Linked DNA regions of Mus musculus: region 1 is linked to region 2. Evidence: chromatin contacts called from public HiChIP or PLAC-seq data. All regions are on one chromosome and are shown on one strand. Each heading gives the region's core, a stretch centred on a gene start, on an enhancer-like site or on the middle of the called end of the contact. The rest is flanking DNA. Distances are from core to core; before and after follow the strand shown.

The links. HiChIP or PLAC-seq counts read pairs in DNA pulled down with a chosen protein or histone mark.
Region 1: a contact with region 2 is called in a FOXA1 HiChIP or PLAC-seq map of pancreatic cancer cells. The contact joins two enhancer-like sites. A contact is called at or near these places in 2 of 115 datasets of contacts at active chromatin or transcription factors (large pre-B cells and pancreatic cancer cells).

The regions. Positions count from the first base shown.
Region 1 is chr6:51,556,665-51,561,946 of GRCm38.p6, forward strand. All of the region lies in intron 1 of Snx10 (sorting nexin 10), which reads left to right. Among named protein-coding and RNA genes, the nearest start is that of Snx10, 35 kb to the left of the region's middle. Within about 2 kb of position 1,872, at least 72 of the 459 cell types and tissues checked have an H3K27ac peak or open chromatin away from gene starts, as enhancers often do. A contact at or near this core is called in pancreatic cancer cells, where this site is marked.
Region 2 is chr6:50,804,152-50,809,571 of GRCm38.p6, forward strand. The region is part of intron 4 of C530044C16Rik (RIKEN cDNA C530044C16 gene); the gene reads left to right. Gm31455 (a long non-coding RNA gene) reads right to left here. Exons shown (of 5, transcript XR_869068.3): 4 at 3,561-3,676; 5 at 114-1,489. Among named protein-coding and RNA genes, the nearest start is that of Gm31455, 15 kb to the right of the region's middle. Within about 2 kb of position 3,525, at least 106 of the 459 cell types and tissues checked have an H3K27ac peak or open chromatin away from gene starts, as enhancers often do. A contact at or near this core is called in pancreatic cancer cells, where this site is marked.

The sequences.
Region 1 (5,282 bases), core at 622-3,121, 750 kb after region 2:
CCATATAGCATGGAACTTACCATCTGATGCACACACAGCTCAGTTGTGTGGTGTAGTGCACTCGTGGTGGGTGGCACACTCCTCAGCTCCTTTTTTCTCGGGCAGAACCGAAACTCTGTCTATTGAACAAGAGTGTGCCGTTTCCTCCTTGCTCCCTAGCCTCTGCCTTCTTCCTGAATGAACCTGACTAGGTTAAAAGCCCCCCTGGAGGGGGTTGGCTATAGCTCAGCTTGTAAAGTGCTTGCTATGCACACAGGAGGACCGGAGTTTGGATGCCCACCGCCCGTGTAAGAAGTCCGAGGTGCTGCCGTGTGTTTGTATCTCCAGTGCAGGGTGGGAGCGAAGGCAAGAGGCTCCTTGGAGCTCATTGGCTAGCCATTGTAGCCAGTTGGGGAGCACAAGGTTCAGTGAGGGGTTCTGTCTCTATAAAGATGACAGAGGAATTGAAGAAGACACTAGACATCAACCTCTGGCCTCTCCTTTCACACACATGTACATATGTGCTCACATCACACACACACACACACACACACACACACACCACCGCATATCAGTGGAATCATGAAGGCCTTGTCTTTTGTGACCAAGTTTTTCAGTTACCCTAATACCCGTAAAGTTCATCTGTGTGGCAGCCTGTGCCCATCGCTTCCGTGTGTGCCTGTTCCACATCTTGTTTATTGACTCATCCATCTATGGACACTTGAATCGCTTCTCCATCTTAGCCCTGTGAATCATTCTGCTATGAACGTGTATACTGTGATAGTTTGTCTATACTTGGCCTAGGGAGTGGCACTATTTGGAAGTGTGGCCTTGTAGGAGTAGGAAGTGTGTTATGTGGGCATAGGCTTTAAGATCCTCATCGTTGCTGTCTGTAAGCCAGTCTTCTCATAGCTGCCTTTGGAACAAGATGTAGAATTTTCAGCTGCACACTGCTATGCTCCTGCCTCGGTGATAATGGACTGAAGCTCTGAACCTGTAAGCCAGCCCCAATTAAATGTTGTCCTTTATAAGACTTGCCTTTGCCTTGGTCATGATTGCTCTTCATAGCAGTAAAACCTTAACTAAGACATGGATGAATATCTCTTTGAGACCCTATATTCACTTCTTCTTCTTTTTTTTCTCCCTTCAAGACAGGGTTTCTTTGTGTAGCCCTGGCTGTCCTGGAACTCACTCTGTAGACCAGGCTGGCCTTTAACTCAGAAATCCACCTGCCTCTGCCTTCCCAGGTGCTGGGATTAAAAGGTATTTGCCACCACTACCTGGTCCTACTTTCACTTCTTAAAAAAATTCATACCAAGGACCCGGAGGGATGGGTCAGTGGTTAAGAGCCACTGGTTGCTCTTCAGTAAATAGAACTGGGTTCGAGCCCCAGTGCCTATGATATGGATCACAAACATCTGTGACTCCAGTTCCATGGGATCTGACACCTTCTTCTGACATCTGTGGGCAGTTGGCAGGCATGCAGTGCACAGACATACATGCGGTTGGAAACACTCATATGCATATAACAAAATAATAAAAGATAAAATATATACTCAGAAGTGGAATTGCTATGTGTGGGGCTTCTATTTTCAAAAATATCATCATCATCATCATCATCACCACCACCACCACCATCATCATCAACAACTATTTAAACACTAGATGAGGGATGGGGGCGCACATGCCTAGCATGTGTAGGAGCCTGAGTTTGATTCCTTGTACCACACATTCAACTCTGAGAGATGTGAACTCCGATGAGCTGACATGATGAATTGGCAGACACAGTTGAAGGGCTGAAGGAAGAAACTTGTTGCAAGAGATAGGGACAAGGAGGAAGGAGAAGTGGACTGACTGCTTCCGTGTTGAGTTAGAGCAGGATGAGTTGGCTCGCCCTACCGCCTTGTGACTCATTGCTTTCAGTTTGAAAGCTCACTGATTGCTTGGCATGGGATAGGGGACTGCGTTCTGGTTTGATCAGTCGGTTGAGCCCAGTATGAGAACTCAGGCCAAATCAAAGGCTTTGTGTACATTTTATTTGAGTACCCTTTTGGTTTTAGTTTTATGTGTTGATTGTTGAAACCCTCGCTCACCTTTTTTACAGAAATATTTGCTGGTATAGATTTGCAGGGGCATTTCATGAATTGATCTGTTCATCATTCGTCACGAATAATGAATAATTTCTATTATTTGACTTGCCTATTTAAAGTTTTTGTAAACTTATTTTTTAAAAAGACTTATTTATTTGATGTATATGAGTACACCATTGCTCTCTTCAGACACACGAGAAAAGGGCATCAGATCCCATTACAGATGGTTGTGAGCCACCATGTGGTTGCTGGAAATTGAACTCAGGACCTCTGGAAGAGCAGTTGGTGCTCCTAACTGCTGAGCTGTCTTTCCTTTTTTTTTTTTTTTTTTTTTTTTTTTTTCGAGACAGGGTTTCTCTGTATAGCCCTGGCTGTCCTGGAACTTACTTTGTAGACCAAACTCAGAACTCAGAGATCTGCCTGCCTCTGCCTCTGCCTCTGCCTCCCTAGTGCCGGGATTAAAGGAGTGCACCACTCAGCCCAGCTCTTTTTTTCACTTTCTTTGATACTTTTGAGACCAACACAGGATGCTTATGGGTTCTGTCCCACAAGGCCCTTTCTGCTGCCTGGTGTTCTTTTTTTCCCCTGGATACTAAGATTCATACACGTAACTTTTCTCTTTCTTTCTTTCTTTCTTTCTTTCTTTCTTTCTTTCTTTCTTTCTTTCTTTCTTTCTTTCTCTCTCTCTCTCTCTCTCTCTCTCTCTCTCTCTCTCTCCCTCCCTCCCTCCCTCCCTCCCTCCCTCCCTCCCTCTCTCTCTCTCTCTCTCTCTCTCTCTCTCTCTTTTTCTTTTTTTTTTAATAAAGTAGCGTGTTGCTCAGTTTTCTATCATTGCTGACAACCTTACAGGCAGGGGGAATTGATTTTGGTCCATGCTTTCAGAGGTGTAGGTTGGTGATTGGCTATCTTGTTACTCGTAGGGTATGGGACAACAAATCGTAGCTGAATGTGCAGAAAGAGGAAAGCCTGGGGTCCCAGTGACTTCAAGGAAATGTCTTCAATGGTTGTTTCCTTACACCACTCTCCATCTCCTAAAGACCTACCACTTCTCGATAGCACAGACGGGGAGCCGGGCCTCGAACACGCGGGCAGCTATTTAAGAGTTAGACTATACCAGTGACCTTTCTGCAGGTGGAATCATAATGAGAAATGAGACATTTGACTGATTCCTCCCCTACGTACAGTTGTCTTCAGTATTAGGAGGCAGTGTGGCTGAGGGCTAGGATGGTGTATCCTGGAGGAGGCGTTGTCAAGGCAACATGGTAAGACAGAGTGGGGAATACTAGAAAGGTCTGTTGGTACCCCTCTGTTCCCAGGTGTGGGCATTCGCTCTTGGTACCTGGCCCCATGTCCACAGGGGAGATGTGGACAAGGTGGACAAGGGTTTGTTGGGACAATTTTCATTCCTAGTCTTCCTCCCGCCTCCCACTGTGCTCCCCCCACCGCAGGGGATCTGCCTGTTTCTGCCTCCCCAGAACTGGAATTGCAAATGCATGCCACCATACCTGGATTTTTATACGGGTGCTAGGGGTCTAACTGAGGGCTTCAGGCTTCTATAGCAAGCACTTTCCTGACTAAGCTATCACCCATATTTCTCTTAATCAGCCAATAAAAGAGTTAAAAACTTGTTTCCTTAACAATAAAACCCATTACTCTCTCCCTGTGTCTTAGGAAGGCCCTGGCCACTCCGAGCTTAGGGATGAACCCACCCTTTCTTCCCTTGTGGGTGGGTAGAGCTGGGGCTGGGATGACGACCTCATGTCTGACCCATTTATCTCTGCTGTGCTGTCCTGGAGCCAGAGCCAGCAGTGGAGCAGGGAGACAGACGGGCTTGAGTTGAAATGACACTTGCGGTCTTTCCTTCGTTTCAAGACCGTGGGCAAGTGTAATTCCCCGGCTACATGCTGTGAGCATGTCAGGTCCTCACAGGGTGGGAAGACACATAAAGTCCCACAGTTCTGCTCTGTTGGAGAGATGCAGTAGAACAGGAAACTGGGACAATAGAATGTGTGTGTGTGTGAATATAAATTATATAAGTATTATAAGATATATATAAGATTTACAGTAATAACCATTTGTAAGTATACAAATTATCTGTTGAGATTCAGTTGCTCATAGACAATGCATAACCAGTCTCCAGAATTCTTTAACTTGTCAACTGAAACTGCCATTGAACAATAATACTCCGATGCTGCACCCCTTCCCAAAGAACCCCACCATTTTGCGCCTGACTGTGACAACTGTAGGTGTCTCTGCATATTTGTATTTGCTGATGGTCCTTTCCCCCTTAGCATAATGGCCTCCAGGTTTACCTGTGGTGCGTGTCCCTCCAGTCTTGTCACACTGTTCGTTCTTTCATGTCATTCCCATGTTGGAATTGTGTAGCAATCTCACGAGCTGAGTCTGCTTTGCACTCTGCTCCTCTGGGTCAGCCCAAGGTCTCTTATTGTTGAATGAGTGTTTGGGCAAATGTTCAAGTCCCCACATTCCCAGTTGTACCCCAGGTCATGGTTCTGGTTCACCCCACATAGATCCCTTCAGCTTGCATGTTGCATTGCTACACGTGTGGTCCTTCAAACCAGAGAAATGCATTCTTAGACAATTCTGGAGACCAGAAGTTCAAAGCTGAGGTCTGAGCAGGATGCTCCTCCCTCTAGAAGTTTAGGAGGGGATCCTTTCTTGCCTCCTCCCACTGAGTCTCACTCTGTAGTCCAGGCTGGCCTAGAACTCATGATAATCCTAGTGTTTCAGCTTCCTGAGTACTGGGACTGGAGGCATGAGCCACCACGCCTGGCCCTCTTCTTTCTCTTATGAGGATACTTGTCACTAGGTATGGTGGCAGACACTTTTAAATCCAGGACTTAGATAGTAGAGGCAGGAGGAGACAGGCCAGAACCAGCTAAAATGTGAATTCAAGGACCACACGGGATATATGACACCCGTCTCCCAACTTGTCATTAGATGTAGGACTGACTTTAGTAAGCTAGAATGACTGTACCTGTGTACTCTTAACTGCATTTCCAAATAAAGCCAGCTTCATAGGACCTGGCAGTTGGGGTAGGAAATGTCTTTCAGGCAGCTACATTTTAACTCCATCCTCTGAGGTCTGTCTGTCTTGTCAAACATCACTCTTTTTAAATCATCTGTTGCTTTTACAGGGCTGGAGGGAGGGGACCCGGAAGTTGTCAATGAAAGATTCAGTTCCATGAATTG
Region 2 (5,420 bases), core at 2,275-4,774:
AAATTCTCTGTGGTTCTGGGCAGAGACACTTAGAGACACCTCTGGGGCCAACTTTCTTTCATTACATTCAACTGAAATTCAGGCGGTCCTAAAGGAGAGATGGAGCTGGGGGAGGAGGCAGGGGTAGGGTAGGGTGTCATGGGATACCTCAGCTCCCCTCATGAGCTCACCATCCATAGCTTTACATCATGGCTCAGGAAAGGCAGCCACAGGCAGAGCCCAGGCCAGTCACTTGGTGTAGGGTACAGGGTAGGGCATAGGGTATAAGCACCAGGTGTCATGGTGGCTATTGAAATCTGCGAGACAAAGGGAAAGAGACAGAGGCAGAGGGAAGAAATGGAGGCATGCCGGTTTCTAGAGCACTGTTTGTTCGTCTTTACTTCTGCTTTGCCCCTTGCATAAGCCTAGAGTGGAACAGTGCTGCCATGAGCATAGTTAAAATATATATAAAATACAAACCAAGCTAGACCAAAGAACTGGGTACAATCACAGGCAATGGGCCAACCCTGGCAGGTGCTGGGCCTTCCCTGCTTGAGCCCCAGCTCCGTGCCTTCCTTCTGTCCCCCCTTACTGGCAGAACCTGGGGCTTGCCAGAGCACACAACATTGATTCCTTTCCCAATACTTAATAGCATGGGTCATGTTTGTCGCTGAGCCCAAAGGCCTGGTGGCCAGATCTTGCTAGCTGGGTGTTCTGTCTCTGACCCTGTAGGGAGGTGGCTCTGGATCACTGGCCTTTCATGTGAAGTCACCTCTTCACTAGGGTGTTAGGAAATAAGAAGGGTCTATCATGCTAATCTCCAGGTTATCTTGACAGTTTGTGTGGTCTCCTTTAAAGAAGAACAAAAACATGCCCCACCCCAACAGAAAACAAGTCTAGTTGAACACGGAGTTGGGAGGACGATGTGTTATCGATTCCTTCGGGGGATGGTAGGAAGGTCAAGCAGGCAGATTATCTCCACACTGACATTTCATTTTTTGCTCCAAGTTTTACTACATCCTGTCCCATTAGTCCCCCTCCCTCAATGATAGCAGTAGTCCAATCCTCAGAAGAATCCTGTGAAAATGGACAGCACTTTTCTCTATGCTGCACTGGAGTATCATAGAGAAAATGAGCCTGTGCTCTGATATCATCCCAGGAGAGCAGAGGGTGACCTTGGAGAGGTCAGGGATTCCCACTGATTCAGTTCCTAGAGACAAGAAGCTGCTTGATGAGAGAGAGAGAGAGAGAGAGAGAGAGAGAGAGAGAGAGCCTTCCTTAGAGCCTCACGGTTGGAGATGAGCCTCTTTAGGACTATCTCTCAGAAAGAGGTGGCCTTTGGTGAACTGATGCCAGTCCTAGGATGAAGAGCTGCTGCGTGGTGGGTAGATACTCTGAGGGACCAGAGGCTGTTTGTGAGAGCAAGGGTCCAAACATTTGAAGAGCTGCTGTTTAATAGAAGGTCCAGGTTTCTCTGGGTAATCCTTGCCAGGTGAATGCAGAGAGGATCCTAATGTTGGAAGAGAAGGAAAGGAAGATGGAAGATCTTTCCAGCAAGCATTAGAGTGTGAAGGTTCTCAGGGATTAACACTGACTCTGCAAGGAAGAGTCAAATATTCATCTGCAATCCATAACTCTTTTTTCTCAAGTTCAAATCTAAAACTTACAACAAGTTTAAACCAACACCCGTCTAACCGCTAATCTAGGTAATAGCTTCCCTCCTCAAGCAGCTTTGCTGGGACACAGTGGTGACAATCCATCACTTTGCCTCACGTCTGCCCACATTCCTTACCTGCAATGCTGCTGGTCCTTTGGAATGTAGTATTTAGTTATGCTTTTAAAATCATGGCTGTCCCCCATGACTTTTGCTTGTTCAGGCTTTCTGAACCGCTTTATACACATTTACTCTAGAACTGTGTGACCCTGTGGCCACATTGTAGGTTCTACTGATGGTTCTGTTTATTCAGTAGAGCTCTGCTTGGACAGTCCATCTCCCAACTACTCTCAGCCCACCCTCCCTATACAGACTGGGCTGTCCATGGGAATAGAGGGTGGTTCCAGGCCCTGACTCTCATTGGAAAGTTATAAATCTGAATCACAAAGTGCATCTGTAACATTTCTGTGTCTCTATTCGCATGGTCTAAGTCCATTGGTAGTACTTGCTTGATATACTGCAACCGCTCCACAAACATGTCGAGGAGGCTGCACCCAGAACTTTCTACAAGTCTTTTATTTTCCCCCAGACTTTTCTCAGTAAGCCACCCTTCCCAGGTCTGTGGGGTGCAGGCCTGGGTCTCTCCTGTTTTGCTCTGAACCTCACTTCCAAGTAGCTGCACTGCTGCTTGGCCTGTCTTCTGCACTGAACCCCCTCCCTTCTCCAGCTCAGGGTGTTTGGCTGTGCCTCAGAACCCTTCATGGGCCATACAGAGGGGTAACAGGAGTGATAACATTACCATCAAATTCCTTGCACCTTTAAAGGGGACAACAGTCCTCAGCCTAGGTATGCGCACGAGGGGCAGTGGGGGGGGGGGGGGGGAGAGAGAGAGAGAGAGAGAGAGAGAGAGAGAGAGAGAGAGAGAGAGACTCAGAGCTCAGTTTGTCTTTCACCGCCCTCTGCTGGTTGAGGTGGGGACTTTTAAAAAATCAAAGAACTGAGCTGAGAACTATGCAGTGGACTCTGATATCTGCAGGAACTTGGTAAGACAAGGGTGGGATAGGATGGGGGTGGGGTAGGGGTGTGGCCAAAAGTTTATATTTTATGGAGGAACAAAGTGATGTTAAGAAACCTTAAAGCCACTGTGTCTGAAATAGAAGCAGTGTTGCACAACCGGTTCAGTCCGATCCGCAGCCCAGGCGCCACCTGGTGCTGAACTTTTTCTGTCCATGCCCAGGTACCTCTTTACCACCCAGAGACAGAGGGAGTGGGAAGCAAGAATGCACAAATCCTTTAAACATGGGGCTACGTGGGGACAAAAGAGCCACAAGAGATTGAGGTCTGGCTTCTATCTTATAGCTACAATAGTCTTTTAGTGCCACCCAGGCGTGTGACAGGCCCCCTCTTTCTAATCTGTGAAGGGCTGTTCTCTGCTAATTTAGAATGGGGAGTGCAGGCTTTGTTTCCAATTTGTGTCCCGACACACCATCTTGATAGTGAGATGGGTGCTGACATATATTTTTATTGCAGAGATGAGGACCAGAGATGTGAGACTCTCGTGGCTACACAGGGCATAGAGATACTCACATCTTATTCCCACCATTCATGGGTGTGACTGTCAGGGAATCACTGGCAAAATGAACCCTTGCCAGTGGTGGCCAGTAAGGAAGCGGATGGGAGGCAAACTCTTAAGAAAGATGGGATCCGTGTCTCCCAGAGAGGTGGGATTTAAATAAACAAAGCAAGACAGAACCCAGGGGCAACGGGGGCCCCGAGAGAGCAGTGCAAATACAGATGTCCAGGGCCGGTGTACCGAACAGAGCAGAGGAGGGAGGTGGGGGCCAGGGCAGGACAGCTCTGCTCAGCAGTAGCTCTGGGGGTGAGCAGTTGTGAGCCTAGCCTGTGGGGAGCTGGGAGGGAAGATTACTTCTCTAAAGGTTGGCAGATCCTCTCGTTCCCATGACGTAAAGGAAATCGTGGAAACTTTCTGTCTGGGACAGGATCCAGGCACTCGAAGTCCTTGCCAACACTGTGATTTCTCATCTGTATGTTTGAAAGGAAGTTAAATAAATACGAGTTTTAATAATCTCTCTCATCGCTGACCACTGCCGTGAGCGCGACGCTGTGCTAAGCACCTCCGGGGCATCATCTCCTTTACCCTCCAGTACCTACAGGTCAGGCATGATTATTATCCTCATCTATGGCAAGGGGATTCTAATGTCTGGTGACACACAGGTGTACTAGCTAGTTACGAGTCTAAGTTTTAAGTGTAAACTAAGAATTTTGTTTCTCTTCATCCCATACCCCTGCTGTAAATGGCAATCTTCAGAGAACCCGCCCCCCGGCCCCCCGGTGTGAAGTGGATCTGATTTTTCCTACTGTGAGGCAACAAGAGGAGCCTTCAGAATTCCTTTGAGTGTTCTTAGGACACTTAGGTAGGTCTAACAAGTCTCTTCCCCAAAAGATACATGTGTTGGTGAAAACAGCTCAGTTTTTGAAGAAAAGGGAACCTACCTGCAGTTCTCAAAATGACCAGACGGTGGCAGTACACCATCAGTGATGCCATAACTTTTTTTGAGGTTTAAAGTTTGAGAAAACTGAATGCTGAATAGGTTTTTATGGGGACACAGAATTTTCGGTGCTAGAGCTCATTAAGCAATGCAGATAAAAATGGATAGCCTACAAAAATTTAATTTCTGTTTTCAACAGTATTTAGTTCATTGTTCAAAGTTGGTGATGCTATAGCTATCTATCCATCTTTAGGGTGAGCGTTGCCTTAAAGCTGATGGAGCACCGCCTAGAAAACAAAACAAAACCCTCAGTGCAGGGCTTAGGAAAGAATGTCCTACAAGGAGAGGGATGCTAACCTTGGTTTAAATATAAATTAAACCCTCATCATCTTTTACAGTTAAGTGAAACTTCTCGAGACAGCGGTGAAAGGTCTCCCTTCAGATATCCAACCAGACTTCACCTGAGGGGTTTTTCTCTCTGGCTTTAACTTTGTATGCCCCCCCCACCCCCCAAGCCTTTGAAGTGGTTATTTTAATATTTGTTGTGCTAGTGAAAGGGCCTGGTTTTAGTCTCTGTTCGCATTGCATTTCCAGGCCAAACATTTGATGTTTTTGCATCGCTCCCTTCCGGGGACCACGACTCCACTTTGTTTTATGACCAGAGCTGAAGCCAGCACCCATGACCCCGGAGAAGGGGACTGAGTTATTTATCCCCTCGGACGTTTCATTAAAGCACGGTTCATCTCCGCAAACAGTGTTTCCTAAACATGCTCTCTGATTACACAGAATGTTTTGCCTGTCCAGCTAAGCCATATTTTTTTAAGGGACATTTTTAAACACGCATGTTCAGGAACTCGAGCACCCGGTGGGGCGGGGGCAGCCCGGTGTGCAGCATTTAGAAGTGGAGTTGCTTCCTAATAAATACACAGCGGGGTCCTACAGGCGTGGGAGGTCCGTTCATATTTGTGGGAGTTAAGAGCATGGATTCCAAGGGAATTCAGAGTACAGACACTTAAAATAACACCAGTAAAGCTACATTAACCGCAGTGCCCTCAACACGTTGCCTTGAATGTGGTGCAATTTTTATTAGGTGAGGTTTTGTATGTTAAAGCCAGAAAACAAAACCAAACAGAAAAGCCAAAGAAACGGGCAAAACTTGGGATAATCCCTCTGTAAATATTTAATGAGAAACAGAACTGAGGTAGGTCGCCATTCATCTACTTTGATAACAGAGTCTGTGGAGGCTCTCCTAGTGGACTCTGGGGCAGCAGGGCAGA